Regions from separate parts of the Anas platyrhynchos genome. Here region 1 is linked to region 2. Evidence: chromatin contacts called from public Hi-C data. All regions are on one chromosome and are shown on one strand. The core of a region is the stretch at or near the end of the contact, and the rest is flanking DNA. Distances in the headings are between cores, read along the strand shown. Region 1 has its middle 9.4 kb from the start of CALM1. Region 2 overlaps TTC7B (tetratricopeptide repeat domain 7B).

Evidence for each region. A called contact is a pair of places that touch in the nucleus more often than the background predicts.
Region 1: a Hi-C map of subcutaneous adipose tissue shows a contact between it and region 2, with 2.2 times the contacts expected there. The contact joins two enhancer-like sites. A contact is called at or near these places in 2 of 8 Hi-C or Micro-C datasets (F5 follicle and subcutaneous adipose tissue).

What each region holds. Positions count from the first base shown.
Region 1 is chr5:17,632,841-17,637,253 of IASCAAS_PekinDuck_T2T, reverse strand. No RefSeq gene overlaps it. Among named protein-coding and RNA genes, the nearest start is that of CALM1, 9.4 kb to the right of the region's middle. Within about 2 kb of position 2,858, at least 8 of the 8 cell types and tissues checked have an H3K27ac peak or open chromatin away from gene starts, as enhancers often do. A contact at or near this core is called in subcutaneous adipose tissue, where this site is marked.
Region 2 is chr5:17,386,357-17,391,342 of IASCAAS_PekinDuck_T2T, reverse strand. TTC7B (tetratricopeptide repeat domain 7B) reads right to left here. Exons shown (of 20, transcript XM_038180036.2): 2 at 4,791-4,945; 3 at 3,729-3,897. Among named protein-coding and RNA genes, the nearest start is that of TTC7B, 21 kb to the right of the region's middle. Within about 2 kb of position 3,077, at least 1 of the 8 cell types and tissues checked has an H3K27ac peak or open chromatin away from gene starts, as enhancers often do. A contact at or near this core is called in subcutaneous adipose tissue, where this site is marked.

The DNA of each region.
Region 1 (4,413 bases), core at 1,609-4,108, 250 kb before region 2:
AACCTGAACAATGAATCAGACAAGGGTCTGAGGGAAAAAATAGCATATGATGATGTTGTCCAAGGCTGTCGTATAATGTAAACAACCAGCCTCAACTTAAATGCTTCTCAGCTTTTCCATGCTTGACTTGCAACTGCAATGCCTTTATTTCACTGTGCCTGTTTATATGTGTACACCTTCATACATACATAAATGCAGTAAATATACATATCAAAAAGCAACAACAAGTCAAAATGGTGCAAGTTTTAGAAGAAATAACACATTACTTGAAAAGGAAAAAAATCAAACTATTCTAATATGAACACGTAGTTCCATATTCCGTTATTTGGCAGTACCATGCAGGCTCCATAAGATGGCAGACCTGCATATATTTAACAGATGTTAGTGTAATGACATTGCTGTAAATACATTGATTTAAAATGGTTGCTCTAAATGGATGGTGCATGCTTTTATTCAGACTGTTTTGACTGTGATATATTTAGAATTACAATTGAGCATTGGCTATTATGCTGTATTACCTTTCCCATAATTATTGATGGCTTTGGACATGACCCACACACGCAAAAGAAAGGTACCACCATCACCCAGAGTTGCTTTATTTGAAATTACCTGAATTTGCTCACTGTGACTTTTCCTAATAAACATGTAATTGTTATTTATTCCAGTGATTCATGCTAGCAACCTGTGCTCAAAGTAAACTAATTCTTGGAATATAATTACCGTCCTGAATACACTAAAGCTTGAGTTTATCTTCTCAATAGTTACTTTCACAAGAGACTGGGGCAACAATGATTTACATGTCAACCCTGAAACTGGTATATTTATTCCCCATTAAATGATCGTGTCACTTTAAAAAACTTTTTTTCAGGTTCTCTGACATTAATGTAGTTCTATTATTTGTACAGTCATTATAATAAATTAATACTACAAATTTGTTTTATGACTAATATACAATGTTTAAGGTTGTTCTGGAGCATAGTGTGTCATCACACTTTACCAGTGCTTCCTACCCATTTCCTTTCCATTTGTTAAGACCTCAAACTGTTTTAGACCTAAGATTTTCTAAAATGATTTTTTCAAAAATGCTAGCATACTTTAAATGACCAGGTAAGAAATGGAATGAGCTTGCAATCTCGCTTTTATGTTTCACTTTAGCAAACCCTCACTCATAAATGTTATAATTATAATTACATAGGCATATAATTTTCCCATAAAGGTTTCATTCCACTTGTTCCACTTGGCTGGGACTACAAGTGAAAGTGCCTAGATTGTTTTTAATATTTTGAAAGAATTCTTTTGGAAAAAGACAGTAAGAAGTGTTCATGCCAGCAGGAAAGCAGTTTGTACTCAGCAAGGCTGTGAAAAGGAAATCATGATAATTTTAAAATAAAAAGTGTTCTACTTCCTAGTGAGCAAATGGAATAAAGGAAACAAATTAACACGGACTTCAACTCAAAATTCTTCCAATAGCACATCAAGAATGTTATCCTGAAAACTGTAGTTAGGAAGAAAACTTTCACTAGAGTCAAGAAATTGGGCCATTATGTTCATATTCAAATCTGCGAATTTTCATATGTAAACATGTTCTTTAATAATTGCTTAGCAATGAAACCTTATTTAAAATACTGTTCCCTGACACATTCACAGACTTCTTGCTGACTCACTCTTCAAGAATGGGATTTTGAAAGAGAGCAACGAAACACTCCAGTAACAAAAAATGAAGAATTTAGATAGCATTATGAGCGTCTGTAACCTACTTCCACGTTTAGATGGATATTGTATCTAGCCCTGCAGATGTGCCAGGAATCTTTTACTGGTTTGAAACACCCATCATTTTTAAAGCAGTCTTGTAAGCCTCCTATTCATGCAGAGAAGGCTTTGCTGTTCATTCGCTTGGGTTTGGTGTATTGATGCTTATTTCAATTAGACATGAACAGAAATCCCACCCGAGTGGTGACAGCGTGTCCGCCCCAGACTGCAGCTTGTGAGGCAAGGAGGCTGAGGGGCTCCTGGCAAGGGCTCGGGGGCTCCTGCCAAGGGCTGAGGAGCTCCTGGCCAGAACTGAGGAGCTCCTGGCCAAGGCTGAGGGGCTCCTGGCCAAGGCTGAGGGGCTCCTGGCCAAGGCTGAGGAGCCCAAAGCACCCAGCAGCATCCAGAAGTCTCAGGCGGAGGCAGGGCAACGCCACATGCCCCTGCACAGCTCTTCACTTCGGGTCTAATTTTACAGAAGCATCTCCTCGTGTTGAAAGATTTTGCAGCATTTCAGCAAGATATTTAAGAGATCACTCGTCACTTTATCGTGCATATCCTCCTCCAACTGTCACTCAAACTGTCGCTTTGAGCCGCAGTCCAAGAAACACTTCTTGCACTGATAGTGGAAGGGCAGAATAAGCAAATTCGTTCTGCCACATTTTGTACCTCCAGCACCCCGTGTGCCAGAGAAGCGACGAGAAACGAGGCTTTGTCTTTCTGCTGCCTCTTGATACAGCAACCCGGCCCTGAAGAGATAACCGACGGAGGAAAAGCGCCTTCCTGCCAGCTCTGGCTCACTGAGCCAAGCAGGGGCTATTGCTGCGGGCAGCAGCAGCAGGAACAGGAGGGAAACGTAGCGCTAGGGCTGCTGATACTGCCAGGGAGGGTGGAAAGCACCACGGGCCTCGCAAAGCTCTGGGGCTGGGGCTGGGAGTGGGGCTGGGGCACTGACAGGAGTACAGAGGGGGGCACTGACAGGACAGGCAGCGCGCGGCCGCCGCCATTCCCGCCGCTCCCCCAGCAGCCCGCCAGTCCACGCACTCCAGCATCTCCACTTGACGCATTGCAGGTACAGCGCGGCCAATCGGAGGGCTCGGCTCTTCCCAGCTAACCATTGCAGAGCCCCGCTAGCCAATCGGGCGGCCCCTGACAAACCGCTGCCTCAGGAGCCTCAGCACCGCTTCCGTCGGGAGGCGCCGTGCCGGAGCCCGGTAACCTTCCGCGGAGGGATATAGACCCTGCCGCCGGGGAGGGCGCGGGGAGCGGCGGGCGGTGGCCGGGTGCCCGCTGCCCCCGGGGCCAGCCCCGGCCGCCCTGGCGGTGCTCCCGGTGCCGTGGCCGCTGCCTCTCCCTGCCTGGCGCTGTGGGAGCCGGCAGGGCGTGGGGTGCTGCCGCCGGGCCGGCTGCCCTCTTTTTTTTCCCCCGGGCAGCTAACGCCCTGTGCCCCGGCACACAGCCCTGCCCGCTGTCTGCAGGGAGGAAAAAAATAAAATAAAATAAAAAAATAAAAAATCCTCACAATTCCACACGGGAGGTTGCAGGGCGGTTTGGAAAAAGCAAAGGGTGCCGCGCTGTGCTGCCCGGGCCCCTGCTGCGGGCTGAGCTGCTGGCGGCCAGCGGCAGTCCCCGTGTGGGGACGGGAACCCGGGGAGCCCAAGCACGGCGCCGAGCCCCAGCCTCCTTCAGACGGCTTTGAAGTGGCTGCCGAGGCGCTGCGGGGCTGCCGGTGCCCAGCCGGCAGCGGGCACGCTGTGGGGAGGCAGCAGGGAGCCGGGCAGCGTCTCCCCGTTAACGCCACACACCGGGCACAGCGCCTCCGGGCAGGGCCTGCCGAGCTCCCCTCACAGCGGCTGCTGAGGGGCCGCCCGTGTCCGGCTTGGATCAGCTGCAGCTGTGGAAGCCCCCCAGACACCCACCGTTTCTCCTCTGTAGCCTTCTTTTGGGGTGTTTGGTTCAAAATCCAGCCCCCTCCCCATCCCTGCAGCTCAATAATGAACTGGCTGTGTTTTGATGCGCGCGTTCAGGTGCAGCTGAGCCTCCGTGCCAGTGCAACGCTGCGGCTGTGGCCTGGGATGGCGGTGCCAGGCCCCTCATAACCTGCACAATGCATATAACATATATACAATATATACAATAACCCACACAAGGGCCTAGCGATGGGGTCTGAAGGGGATCTCTCCCTGCAGGACCTTCCCAGCCATGCTGGGGGCTGAGGGAGCGGTGCGAGGATCTCGGGGCAGCTGAAATTCTGACGATAATGTTTTTGCAAGAATTAAGCTAGGTGAATACTTGGCACCCATGGACCCATCGCAGAACAGAGTTCATTTTTTTTGCAGAAGCCTGTGGGCCAGCAGTATGTCCCTGAGGAGAGAACAAGATGAGACAAACTAAAGAAAGAAGTGGGAGGAGGAGTAGGAAGATATCTATGTTTAAGTGATTTAACCCCATAATAATAATAACAAAATAGTCTATTTTGAGTCTTTTGCTTTTTTGCTTATTTGATGCTGAATATCTTGTTTCAGTTGCATATTAGTTAAGGAGATTGGTGCTCTGTAAGCACCTAAAATAGAATATGGAGATAGAGACAGCAGAAGCAGAGTGGATGCCAAAGTGAAATGATCTGGAGTGCTGAGCACTGCATCAGCCCACACACAGGCCCAC
Region 2 (4,986 bases), core at 1,828-4,327:
GAATTGCTCAGAAGCACAGCATCAAAATTAGCTTAAAAAAATCACAATAGTTTAAGGGTGTAAGATCAGAAAAGTATGCCTATCAACAAAGTTAACCACATAAAAGAAGACTGTCTTTCACTACTCCTCCATTTTTAACTTGTGAATTTCATGAAATGGTGAAGAAAGGCAGAAAAATACCAGAGCTGTACTCCATTCAGGAGTACTACTGTGTGGTAGCTACCTCCACCCCACCTCTGGGTGAGAGATATCCGAGCAGTACTGAATCCTGACCTATGATAATCAAGTTTCTGAAGTTCTGCCTCATGTGTATTCACTTGGCTAGTCTACTCTGTGCTGTTTTAATGGACACAGTAGCAGATAACTTTTCATCAGGCCACTCTTCCATCATCTTTTACCCAAGACAACGCGTTAGACATCAGAGCAGACAGCTGCATTTGCTGCCAGAAGCCAGAAAAAAGTCTCTTTTCCCCCCTCTCACCAAACTACCAGCCCATTAGCTTTCTGGTCTTTATGAGACACAGCAGTTCTGTATCTCGTAAGTTCTCAGATACAGGTTCACATAACTAACAAACAAAAAACAACAAACAGCTTGGTGGATAATGCATTCAGACACACTTATTCTGGAGAAATTGAAGTGTCAGTAAGAATTTTCCTCTTCTGATTTTTTTTTCTTTGCCACATCTTATTTTTTAACAATAAAAAATGTATACATGCGTATGTTTATGTAAACATGTTATGTTTATGTATGCCCCCATATATTTGTATGCATACATACATAAACACATACACAAATACATGCACACACTCCAGAGTTCAGCAAGTGTTTAAGGACCTCACTTCCTCTCCAATTTTCCAATTCCATTTCCTCTCCCCACAATTGCCACTACTGCTTTTCCTCTTCTCCTTCTTACTAGCCATTAGTAGATAGAGCTCCAACAAAGCTTAGCCTGAACCTGACCTTGGGCTCTTTTTGCACCTCATTTCATTCGTACACACATGCTGAATCTCCCTTTGCTGTGAAGGACAGAAAAATGTACTTTCTATGTTTTGCAAGGGTAAGAGTGCACAGGCACAAAGCAGGCCATTTCTGAGGGCTTGCAGTAGTCTTAATTGTCTAGGCATAACGTGTTCAATTAAGTACCTTGAAACAATTGCAGAAGAATAAACAACATTTCAATTCAAGCATCCTACTTAATCCTTCACCTCTGTTACAGAATGTAAAATTCAGAGTAAAAAGGGAAGCATTTGTGGCAGTCCTACCTTAAGTGAGGAAAAAAATGTAGCAATTAAAAAAAAATAAAAGTAACAATAAAAAGTAGAGCAATTAAAAACTTCCATTAGTTTTTTTCTGCCTTACAGCTTTGTCAGGCAAGCATATCAGTGCCTGACCACTACAAAACAGGATACCAATATCCTGATGACTACAAATGCAGTGGAACTGGGTTTGCCCAAAAGTGGATTGAAATTAGGGAACTGAAGCGGGTATTTTTACAGCCTCTGCATGTTGCCATGCTGAGCAGGGCAGCCAGGCTGATGCACGCACACAGGCATTTCTTGGGAACATGGTGATCTATTCATGACTGCCAAAGAAATAAAAGCTAAATACTTAGGAAACTTCAGATATTCAGATTATCCTTTAAACCACAAGTAGAAATACAAGTCACAGCAAAGGACAAAATCTATTTAAAAATAACTTGTACTTAGTTGGTAGTAACTACAAGTCTCCAATCACCTCTGAAGAAGCCCTTCACACTGAAAAGTTTTATAAACCGCTCTTAAAAGTGGAAAATAGAAATTCTGAGGAAGGGAGTGAAGGGGAGGGAAGGAGAAGGGGGAAGAAGGGGAGAGTTAACTGTACTACTGCATATTAATGTTCGCTATTTAGCTGTCAGTTACTCTAAATGTTTCTAAACTTTGAATATTGAATTTAAGACCACTCTGAGACTTCAGACTTACTCTAGAACACACAGGAGATGACAAACTTACAACCCTGGGAAGAAGGGATATTAAATTCCATTAATTACCCATTCAAAAATAAAACATTGTAGAAAAAAAAAAAAAAAAAAAAAAAAAAAAAAAAAGGCAAAACCATGCAATTCTGGAAATGAGCAGAGCAAAAGGAAAAAAGCAGTAGTCAGCTAGTCTGCCCATGTAAGCTGAAATCCAGTCACCCAGTAAAAGTGACCAAAGCAGTGAAGTCTGATCAAGATTAGATCAGGTGTGATACAACAGATTTCAGTGTTTAAGTAGAAAACCTGAAATCAGAAGCAACAATTAAAAGCACATCTAGGCTGCAGACGTGCCTTTTCTCCCTTTCTTTTTTTAAAAGCCGAATCTACAAGATATTCCAGGGTAGAGAAGAAATTAAGGCAAGACATGTATTTACTATTTTCTAATCAATTAATTTCATATCAAGTAAACTGAATAATACCAATCCTTTCCGCAAAATTGGTGTCTTTATATTTCAGCTGCTCTATATTCTTAGGAGGCCAAATAAAACAGAGCCAGAAGAGTTGAGCTCTGAGAAAATATTCAATTAACTTATTGGGATTCCTTGGAGATAAGCAAATCTATGCACTTACAGTTGATCAAGACCAAGACTACATTTTCATAGGAAGAAAGTGACAAATTCAACAGCCATCTTCACAGATGGGTGAAAGGGAAAGCTGAATGGAAGGTTATTGACAAAAAAACAGCAACAACAAAAAAACTCACAACCCACACACAGACGGCACATGAGAGACCTGAGCAAGTTTATGACACACATAAAAACTCCCCACATCCTTCCCTTTCCATTTTCAGTGGAAACAGTTACCCTCTTCAAAGACCAGGAACAATCTTTGAACAGTTATCAGTGAATGCTATTGAAGTCTCTCCTAAATTGTGTTTGCTAACTTTGACTCTTCTCTTGCAGTAACAAACAGTATGTATGCATGTCAAACCCAAATTTAAACACAGCAGACCAAAGCAAACATAGTCAGACAGGAAATTCTCATAAACCTATGGCATACAAACTGCCACTTTCCTCAAAACGTTAACCCAGCTCACAGCCCATGAACAAGTTTTCTAAACTGAGGTGGTACTGCCACCTTAAGACACCAGGCCAGCATTACAATTTTCACAATCCTGTATTAATCAAAAAACATTTTCTGAAATTTAAAAAAGATACATATTCTGTGAAGAAGATTTCTAAAAATTAAACTGCAAAAGAAAAACATTGCTTTAAGTCCTTTTCATTTATCATGATTACTTTACTCGATTAAGTAACAATTTAGGTTTATTCTAGTTTAACATAACCTAGGCTATGCATCTTAACATTCAGTACGTAGCATTGTGAATCAACGTTCTTCAATTTTGTCCACAGCAACTGAAGAACTGCACTACTTTTGTAACACAACTTTCAGGAACAGTGCCAATACTTCTAGTATCTTGCCAAAGTTATTGGACATTCAGATACTGAAGGACTTTTAAACACACATAAAAATTTGACTGGGTAACAGCAGGGTTAAAATGGAAATTCTAACAGAGGTAAGAGCCTTGTCAACCTAGCACAAGCTCTGGTTATTTTAAAGGAAATAAGCCATCTTCTTACTCATCTGCACATGTGGCACTGTATCACCGTGTTGACTATATGTATGCCAACAGTTTCTTTCACTTTGGACAAAATGTTGATTCACTTTTTAAAACTATTTCTAACATTATTATACGGGAAAGTGCAATCTTACCTTTAGTAGAATATGCTTCAGCAATCATCCGTAACCTATATGGCGGCACAGCAGCTAGCTGCAAATCATCAACTCCAACTCTGGCATATGTATTCAGAGCTTCTTTGTAATCACCTTCCACATAGTTTAGCTTGGCCATAATCAAGTTAGCTTCTTGTAAGAATTCTGGCTAGAAGGAAGAGGAATAAGAAAGGTTTTGTTCCTCAGGAAAAAAAAAAATAATAATAATCTATCAAACCTGACAATTGTTCGGCATGTTTTCTGCATATACTAACTGTGGAAGCCCACAGTAGATACCTTGTGAGAGAGCAACTAATCACCAAAATTCTATCATGTTATATTTGGGAAGCTTTGGGGTAGGGGGTGAAGCCACATAATCATTCTCCAGCAAGCTATTGAACAGCATCATCAGTCATTTTTCATGTTCGTATGTTTGTTTACGCATGCACCAATAATACCTCTCAAGCAGCAGACAGCTTTGCCAGGTAACAAAACTATTTAAAGACAGCCTATCATTACAACCCCTCCAATGATTTTTTCTTAACACCATAAGTATAGTTCAAAATAACAGTGTCAAATCTTAAGATTGTATTCCACAGCCTATATATTTAAGGTGCACAATTTCAAAGCATCAGGGTAGGGGAAACACTCTTCTCAAGGATAAACCTTACTTTTTGTCCCCAAACATAACTTCAGAAGTCTTTCCTGCATACTTATGAGTCCATTACAGAAATTTGTCAAGTATTTTGTGGTTTTATAACCACATATTTCTACCTGATGTACTCCAAAGAATAATTTATTTATATATAGCAAAGACTTCACTTAAGCATTTCATAAGTTGGTGACAATTTTCTTGTTCTTGTAATGAAAGAAGATTTGAGAAATTTATCTGAACAAAAATCCATGAAGAAACAAAAAGACATGAAATAGCATAGCACTGATGATGTTCTGGGACTAACAATAAATCCACACACAAGAACTTTCCACATTCTTCTCCACAATTAGCAGCACGCTGCTGTCCATTTCACATTTTCTAATTCTTGCTCAGACTGACTGACTTACCTTTAGGTTTCCTCTATCAAGTGCTGCTGTGAGATGTTTCCTGACTTCAGTCAGCTTTGGCCTAGGGCCCCGTGGACTGCTGTTCTGTTTAAGAGCATTTTCCTTCAGAAATTGTTCTAGTTTGGACTCTCCGAGGAGAAGTTCTGCCATGTCATCTGTAAATAAAAACATACACATGAAACATAGAAATCAGTTT